Regions from separate parts of the Mus musculus genome. Here region 2 is linked to region 1. The links are chromatin contacts, called in public promoter capture Hi-C maps. All regions are on one chromosome and are shown on one strand. Each heading gives the region's core, a stretch centred on a gene start, on an enhancer-like site or on the middle of the called end of the contact. The rest is flanking DNA. Distances are from core to core; before and after follow the strand shown. Region 1 holds the start of Samd9l (sterile alpha motif domain containing 9-like). Region 2 holds the start of Pdk4 (pyruvate dehydrogenase kinase, isoenzyme 4).

Region 1 (4,187 bases), core at 942-3,441:
GATCAGAGTTGCTTGTATATGCATGGCTAGGAGTTATGTGCCCCTTCAGTGGCTTCATCACTGAAGAAAGTGACTTCTCCTTCCTTGAGCAACCATTAACTGCCCAAAGATCAGTCAAGCCTCATGAGTCCCTCTCTGTCCATGATAGAAGGCTGATGAGCCTACTCTCATGGTCCTATGCAGGTAAATACAGATGCTGTAAGCATATGATTGCAATAGCTATGGCATATCCTTAAGACAGTGTGTCATAGCACACCACCGATCTTTTAGGGCTCACTTTTTTTTTTAAACCACCTCTTCTGAGATTCTTTACAAGTCCTGGAAAGAGTGAGACACATGTCTCTCTCAGCACTGAGTGCTCAACAGTCAATTACTCTCAGCACTTTAACTAGTTGTGAGTCTCTTCATTAATGGATGTGAAGCACTTGTTGACCAAGGTTTGAAGTGGTCCAGGTCTATGAGTACATATAAACATTCAGAAAGCTGTTTGACATGTTCATTTAGAAAAACAGGAACAAATTGATGTCCCCAGCATAGGCTTTTGACAAAATTTAGAAACCAGACATAAATTTCTTTCTGTGAAGTAGAACACAAATTCAGTCAGAAAAGAGTTGACAGCCATGCACAGTGACAGATCTTGCCTGGCATGTCAATATATAGAGTGACTAGCTGGATAAGATCATCAAGCACATTCTATGCCAGCAGCCTGCATGGCACTTTTAAAAAGTCCCAAAATATCCTTAGCCATCAGTACCACTGCAGGGCTTGTGTTGTTTTTACTCAGAGGGAACAGATTTTTTTTTTAATTAATAGGGTATTTGAATTCTCCAAGGGATGCTTAACAACTTTTTGTGGCACTATTCTTTTAATGGCTTGTTCAGTATAAAAATTTATAAATACTAATAGCAAAATCAAAGTGATCTTCTGAAGTATTGTCATTTCAATAAAAATGTTAGCTTTCCTTGAAACTGACATACATTAACTGCTGTCATCTGTAGTTTCTTAAAACTTGTATTTAAATGGGGATTTTAAGATCACTGGAGTCTTATGTTAATGGTCTCCTGTGTTAATATTATATGCAACCATGAGGTCACACAACCTCATGATATCCTTAGTGGTGTCATTAGAAGAGGAAGAGAGACACAAGTGAGCCAGCTTGCTTCTAACTAAAGCTGTGTTGCTCTATCTGTGCCCTCTGCAGAGATCTCGGGCAGCTGGAAGGTGCTCCTGAGGTGCAGGTCCTTCTCCTGGGACTTCCTAGATTCCAAAACCCATAAGAAACACATTTAAAAATATATGAATCACCTAGTCTGTGGTCTTCAGTTATAGCAACAGAACATATGATAAACTAATAGTAAATATAGTAAATAAATAAATAACTGGTACTCCCAGGGAGATCAGTTAAACAGACTCATAATTTGCCTTGAATCTGTAAATTACTGTTGATAAGATTGCCATTTTTACTATGCAAGCCCAATCTATGAGCATGGGAAAGCTCTCCATCTTCTGATATGTTCTTCAGTTTCCTTATTCAAAGACTTGAAGTTCTTCTCAGGTGGGTCTTTCATTTGTTTGGCTAGAATTACACCACGATATTTTATGTTACTTGGGTCTATTGTGAAGGGTGTTGTTTCCCTGATTTCTTTCTCAGCCCATTTATCATTTGTATAAAGGTGAACTACTGATTTTTTTTTAGTTAATTTTGCATCCAGCAGTCACTTTGCTGAAGGTGTTTATCAGCTGTAGGAGTTCTTTTTGTAGAGTTTTTTGGGTCACTTATGTATACCTCGACTGTGCAGCTTGCTCTTCATGTGGGTACTAAACAACTGGCGGGGGTGGGGTGGGGAGATGTCCTTTAATCTTTTCTGCCTGTGGATCCTGTTGCCCTAACCTGGCTGCTTTGTCTGGCTTCAGTGGGAGAGGATGCACCTAGCCCTGCAGAGACTTGATGTTGAGGGGGTTGGGGAGATATTCCACCCTTTCAAAAGAGAAGGGGAGGTGGAATTGTGGAGGAACTGTGGGGACTGGGGGGAATGGGATGAGGGATTTGATTGATTGGGATGTATAGTGAGTAAATAAATTAATTAATGGGTAAAAAAAAATCCTCAGACTTTAGGTCTTTGGGTTTTACCCAAACAAACCAGCAGGTGGCATAGTTGGCACTAAAGAGCAGAAAAAGAGAAAAAAAGCATTTCAGGAAGTCTCTTTCTGTATCAGAATCGAAACTGGAAACTGAAGCAGAGGTGGTTTTTTACTTCCTTACACTCTTGCCAGCATTAGCCACACCCTGGTGTCTCTCAGCCAGTTTAAGCTGGTGTTAAGGTAGACAAGCAGACTGGTTAAGACCACCAAGACTAAATGAAGTTGTTTGTCACGGACATCTTGGGAGGAAGAGAATACAGATACCAGACATTTTCTTTACTAAAATGGACAGGTTTTGTTTTCTTTTTTCCTTTTAAACGATTTTTTATGTAGAAGAAATTTGAAAATTTGGGTAAGTACAAAATTTCTTCTTTCCTATTATTGTTGTTGCTATTGGTGTCTACAGCAACAGTTTATGGAAGAGGGAAAAGTAAACTTTGAGGTTAGAATGTTTTAAGTATATTCTAAAACAAAGCTGGTAATTTTCTGAGCTTAAAATTGCTGGTCTGTGTGTTGTTGTAAATGGTACTGTGGCTATAACATAAACATTCCATTAAAAAAAATGTTTTTGAAAATAAGGCACAGTTCTATTAATAGCCCTTAAAGAAAAGCAGCATCTTCAACAAGAAAAAAAAAAAGCACTTTAATGTTCTATTAGTGCAAAACATAGTCCTCCAGTCACTGTAAGGAACAGGCAGTCTAGAAAATTACATCCTCCATAGTGTGTTGGACTTTAATGTCAAGTCTATATGTTGGAGGCAAAAACAGAATGTTCACAGAGCTTCTGCCAGAAAGTTTTGGAATCATGGCAGTTTTATGTGCCTGGTAAGAATCAGGGGCTGAGATCTGATATTTCCCCCCAAATGTCATTCAAGGGCCTAGGGGAACAATGTTATTGAAGTTCTTTAACCTCTCTGAGAAAAACTGACAAGTCCTACAATTCTCCTGTGTGTGTGTGTGTGTGTGTGTGTGTGTGTCTGTGTGTGCGTGTATGTGTGTGCCTGTGTGTGTGTGTGTGTGTATGTGTATGTGTGTGTGTATGTGTGTGTGTATGTGTGTGTATATGTGTGTGTGTGTATGTTCAGTCATATAAATTCTATCTCTTCTTTATACTATATAAGCTCATGAGCAATTCTGGGAACACTCTAAAATACATGCACACACAGTCACACACACACCCCACTTATTTTTAGTTCTAATTAGCCTTCCTCTGGTTTTCTTTTCCTAAGGGATTTTTATATATGTGTGATTCTGCAGCACATTTTAAGGTTTGTGCAAGCCTTTTAGAAGCACGGATAGCCTGAAGAAACCATTAATACAGTGGCTTATACAGTCTCCAAAGTGGCCTCTTCTGTGGGTTTAGGGGATTGATTCAAGGAAGAGCTTTTAAGTCTGAACATAGGCATTAGAGCAGAAGTTCTCAACCTGTGAGTCTTGACAGGGGATGCCTAAGACCATCAGAAAACACAGATATTTACTTTATAATTCATAACAGTCACACAGTTACAGTTATGAAGTAGCAAGGGAATAATTTTATGGGTGGGGGAGGGGGGTCACCAGACTGTGAGGTGCTGTATTAAAGGGTTTCAGCATTAGGGAGGTCAAGAACCACTGTTTTAGAGGGAGCACTGTGAAAAGTGAAACCTGTTCAGTTTCATAAGTTGGGAGTGAAAATTCATCCCTTTTTTGGTATTTGCTTAGTTTCTCAACCAAGTATTTCTGCCCATATCTCTCTGCCTCCAACCCTGCCATGAGAACTCAAGCTTATATTCTGATATGTTTCTTAGCTCAGGTATGAATAATCCATCTGACTCATGACTTCATCTTGCATTTTGTACTCTTACACCGAGATAGGTGGGGACCGACATATGTATAACTGTGAGAAGAAATTTTTACTGCTGAATTTAGGAAGACTTCAGGTGTCCCGATTAGAGGTTGCATAAGAGCCCTGGGCTTGTAATCAAGAGCCTGGGGACACCAGGCATCCAAATGGCCATCATGTGCTCACTCATGTGTTGGGAGGGACTGGGCAGCAGAGGTGGTTG
Region 2 (4,187 bases), core at 992-3,491, 2.1 Mb before region 1:
AGGGTAAAAGGGGAATGTCTACTTTCTACTTGCTTCATCAAAGAGAGTCTGCCACTCAAGCATCCACATGTGAAACATATCAATGGGACTGACTTTCTTGCAAGCAAAACTTACAATTAATTAATCATAATTTATATTAATTTAAGAGTAAAATTGTTAGCATTAAAAAAAGAAAATACAGTCCCAAGAAAACATGATCATTTCCTACATGCTTGTGAGATGGTGACATGAGTGTTGTATAAGCTCCCAGTCCATAAAACCCAGTACTGCGAGTGCATGTATTGTCCAAGTCATATAATGTGTTACAACTGAACAGAAAACAAAGAAGATATATAGTGACTGACGAGAGAGAGAGAGAGAGAGAGAGAGAGAGAGCCTTGCTTCTTTTTGTTTTTGTTTTTGTTTTTATAATCTCCTGGACAGTTCTTTGCTTCCCTGAGCTTTTGTGATTCCAAGCCTGAATTATGGGTTCTGGCAGTGTCTGTGTGCAGCCAGCGGTGCTGTCTAAGCTCCTTTAGCTTCAGTGCTGGAGCCACAGTGCTATGAATTGCATTTACTTTGCCCACTTTTCTTCCTCTTTTCTCTCAAGAGTCAGTTGCTGATGTCTGGTCATCCACCTCTGGGTTATTTCTCGGTGTCTTTAAGAACCTGCACCAGATGCTCATTACCAGAAAACCGTGACTGTTGAAGGTCTCCATTGGATTTTTTCCCCCATAGGTCTGAGCAAAATGCTTGGACACAATGGCAGGCATAAATGCTAGAACTTATATGTGACCACTAGACAGAGGTGGTGGGATGGACAGAAAGCCAACGTGTTATTTCTAAGCAAGTCACACAAGTGGACACAACATTAGGCAGACCCCCAGTATTGGTGGTAGGTTTAAGAGGAGGAACTTTGATGCTAGACCTGTGCCTGCACAAGTCCACTAAACAGCAGAGCACTGGAATCTGGGGCAGAGTTTGAACTAGAGGCAGAAATCAGACATCAGTCCTGTGACTGGGTGAGCTCTCATGGGGGAAAATGCAAAGAGTGCACCCACCGTCATCTATGACTTTCATAACACCCCAGTCTCCTCATATGCAAGGGTCGAAGGCTAAGGGTGCCTTGGATAACAAACTGCCCTTGCAGTTTATTACTATTAGTAGTTCCCATTACATTGCATTTGCAACCAAGTCGTTACAGCGTCCCTAAACACTGGCTTCATTCTACAGTCCATTTAGAGTGAACGGGAGGACGAGAGAGGTTAGGATGAGAGTGTTATGACCCGCTAGCATGTTTCAACAGCAGTCATTAGGGAGGTCAATATTGGGCAGTAACAAAGTAGGGTAGGATGCACTGAGCCTCTGGGAAATGAAAGAGCCCAAATAACTAAAATATGCTACTGGTGCCTGCTAGTGACAAAGGCTGCTTTTTGGAAGGAGGGCAGCCGCAATGAAGAAAGAGCTTTTGGAGCAGACTGGGGAGTGGAGGGCGGTCAAGAGCAAACTAGAAGGCCTTAGAGAAAGAGGGGAATGACAGGGAAGGGGGACTACAGGGCCAGCCAAACCCTCAGCAAATCGCTCTTTAGTTTGCATTTAATTAACAGGTAGAAAGTGTTACAGGAGAGAAGTGAACTGGGATTTTCCACCACATTAATAATAAGCCTATTTAGGCAGTTTCTAAACTTGAGCTGTTCGCTAAGAAGAAAGTGGATAAAACTGTAGGGTGGTCCTTGCTTTCGAGGTCCAATGGCAAAGAAGCCCATACTTTAGTAAGCAGATGATTGGCTACTGTAAAAGTCCCGCTCTGAGCGAACACCAATGCACGCTCCGCGGTGAGATTCTTGGAAACAGTTTCTGGCTAGGAATGCGTGACATTGAGATGGCTCTGGAGTTGTAAACAAGGACAAGTCTGGGCGGGCCTGAAGTCCTAGCGACCTGGGATCTATCCCAAGGGGGCCCACGTCATCCCGGATGCCTGCTGTGGCTGCTCCCCCTATCCCACCCCAACCCTCCTCCCTCTCACCCTTTGCCCCTTGCAGGCCATGGAAACCGTGTCGGGATCACTGTGCCAGGCCTTTCTAGTGACCGCGGCCAAAGGGAGGAGCCCAAAGTTCTTTCTCTGAGCTGATTGGTGTGGCCCCAAGTTCAGAGTCCCAGAGCCTCCTCCTGGCTGGAGTTGTGGAGAGGGCGTGGAGGTAGATAAAAGGCAAGACATCGGGTGGTGGGAAGACCCAAGTGTCAACCCTTCACCCAGGCTCGAGCACCCGGGACCCTGGGACCACAACGCACTTGCTCCCTCTCGACCGCGCTCCTGACCCGCAGCCCTCGCCAACCCTACGGATCCTAACCACCGCCAGCCTAGGTGGGCGTCAGGATGAAGGCAGCCCGCTTCGTGATGCGCAGCGCCAGCTCGCTGAGCAGCGCCAGCCTGGTCCCCAGGGAGGTCGAGCTGTTCTCCCGCTACAGCCCGTCCCCGCTGTCCATGAAGCAGCTGCTGGACTTTGGTGAGAGGCGGGCGACGCAGGGCCCAGGAGGGTGGCGCTGAGGCTGGGGAGGCCCCAGGATGGGAAGGGCTGAGTTCAGGGCTAGGACGACTGAGGTCTCTTTGACCGAAGAACTCGGGATTCTCAAAAGGCTGTGCACCTGTTTTCCTAGTTTGGTTACTTTCTGACAGTTTGTACCAGAAAGGCTAAGTCACTTGTAACCATACTGATGCTCAACTTCGAATCTACTTTTCTCTTCTCACTGTCTAGATCATTTGAGTGTGTATATATATATATATATATATATATATATATATATATATATATATATATATATATCCTTTCAGCCACCATTTTAATAATGGACTAGAAGCTAAACTAACTCCTTTCTTCCCAATTTCCTAATAACACAAACTTACCTTAGATTGATAGATACAGATTTAAACTCATACTCCCCGCCTCCACACACACCCCGCTGATCTCTTGGCATGCCTAGCAGGCATCTTTACTATTTCTCCTTTATTGTTTTACAAGTATTTACATTACTACTACTACTACAAAAAAAAAAAAAAAAAGACAGTTACTCCTTTTCTTCCGCGGTGGCATATGGAACATTTCAAGATGTCAATGTGGTATTGTTTGTTGCTAGTCTGGAAAGGCCTCTGTCTCCTTCTACCCAGACCCTTTCAGGTTCATACTCATTAAGGGTGTGTTATTGAGTTTGTGGTACAGGCCCTGGACTCACGCATAGAAATAACTGGAGAGTGGTCTGATTTCTCCACCGTGGGCTTATTTTTTTCTTTTCATAAAGAAAATAAACAGTATTTCACCTATATTGGTCACTCTTAAAAAGTGAAAAGGGGGTGAAATTGGACAGAAAGAAAAAGGCACTAAAGATCTAGCTTTAAAGTGTCTATAAGCACTAAGCTAACTGTAGTTAAGATATTATTTTACAACATCCTTTGTATTTGCTATTTAGTCTCAAATTTTCCCCCAAACTGAACACGCTTCACCCACTACAGGTTCAGAAAATGCCTGTGAAAGAACGTCCTTTGCTTTTCTGCGGCAAGAGCTGCCCGTCCGCCTGGCCAATATCCTGAAGGAGATTGACATCCTGCCTGACCGCTTAGTGAACACTCCTTCGGTGCAGCTGGTGAAGAGCTGGTGAGGACACACGGTTTTGAAGTCTCTGGCTTTAAAAGTTACCTGAGCACCACTTCTTAGACCATATTAACAGCGTGCTTGGATAACAGGCGGTCTTAAGAGAAAATAGTTTTGAAAGTTGTAAGTAAGTTTGTATTAACTTAGGGCAGGTTATCATTAGGATTGTTATAAATCTACAAATAGATGTTTGTTAATATCCTAAAAAAGAAAAAAATCGTTCCCCTTCACTTTGGAGGTGTGTGGCTTCTGTTTTTGCTTTTCTTTTCCTTTTCCTTTTCCTTTTCCTTTGTTCCTTGTTGTTATTTGGCTCTTAAGACCGGCTCTGGTGAATCACAGGCTTCCTGGAACTCCTAGGATGACCTTGACATCCTTTCTACTTATCTTCACCTCTTAGTTCCTGGGATTATAACCATGTACTACCATACCCAACTTCCATTACAATATAATTTGGATGTATGGGATAAGTTTGAAGAATAATTGGCATAATGGATTTTTTTTAATTTTTGTCCTTTACATAACAAAGGATGGAATCTGAAATTGTACAAACAATCCTTTGCC

The links. Promoter capture Hi-C pulls out the DNA fragments that hold promoters and counts their contacts.
Region 2: a contact with region 1 is called in a promoter capture Hi-C map of liver, with 6 times the contacts expected there. The contact joins the promoter of Pdk4 here to the promoter of Samd9l in region 1. A contact is called at or near these places in 3 of 39 promoter capture datasets (cranial neural crest, hippocampal neurons and liver).

Annotation. Positions count from the first base shown.
Region 1 is chr6:3,397,575-3,401,761 of GRCm38.p6, reverse strand. Samd9l (sterile alpha motif domain containing 9-like) reads left to right here and starts at 2,191. Exons shown (of 2, transcript NM_010156.3): 1 at 2,191-2,494.
Region 2 is chr6:5,494,332-5,498,518 of GRCm38.p6, reverse strand. Pdk4 (pyruvate dehydrogenase kinase, isoenzyme 4) reads left to right here and starts at 2,241. Exons shown (of 11, transcript NM_013743.2): 1 at 2,241-2,486; 2 at 3,488-3,629. The coding sequence starts at 2,357.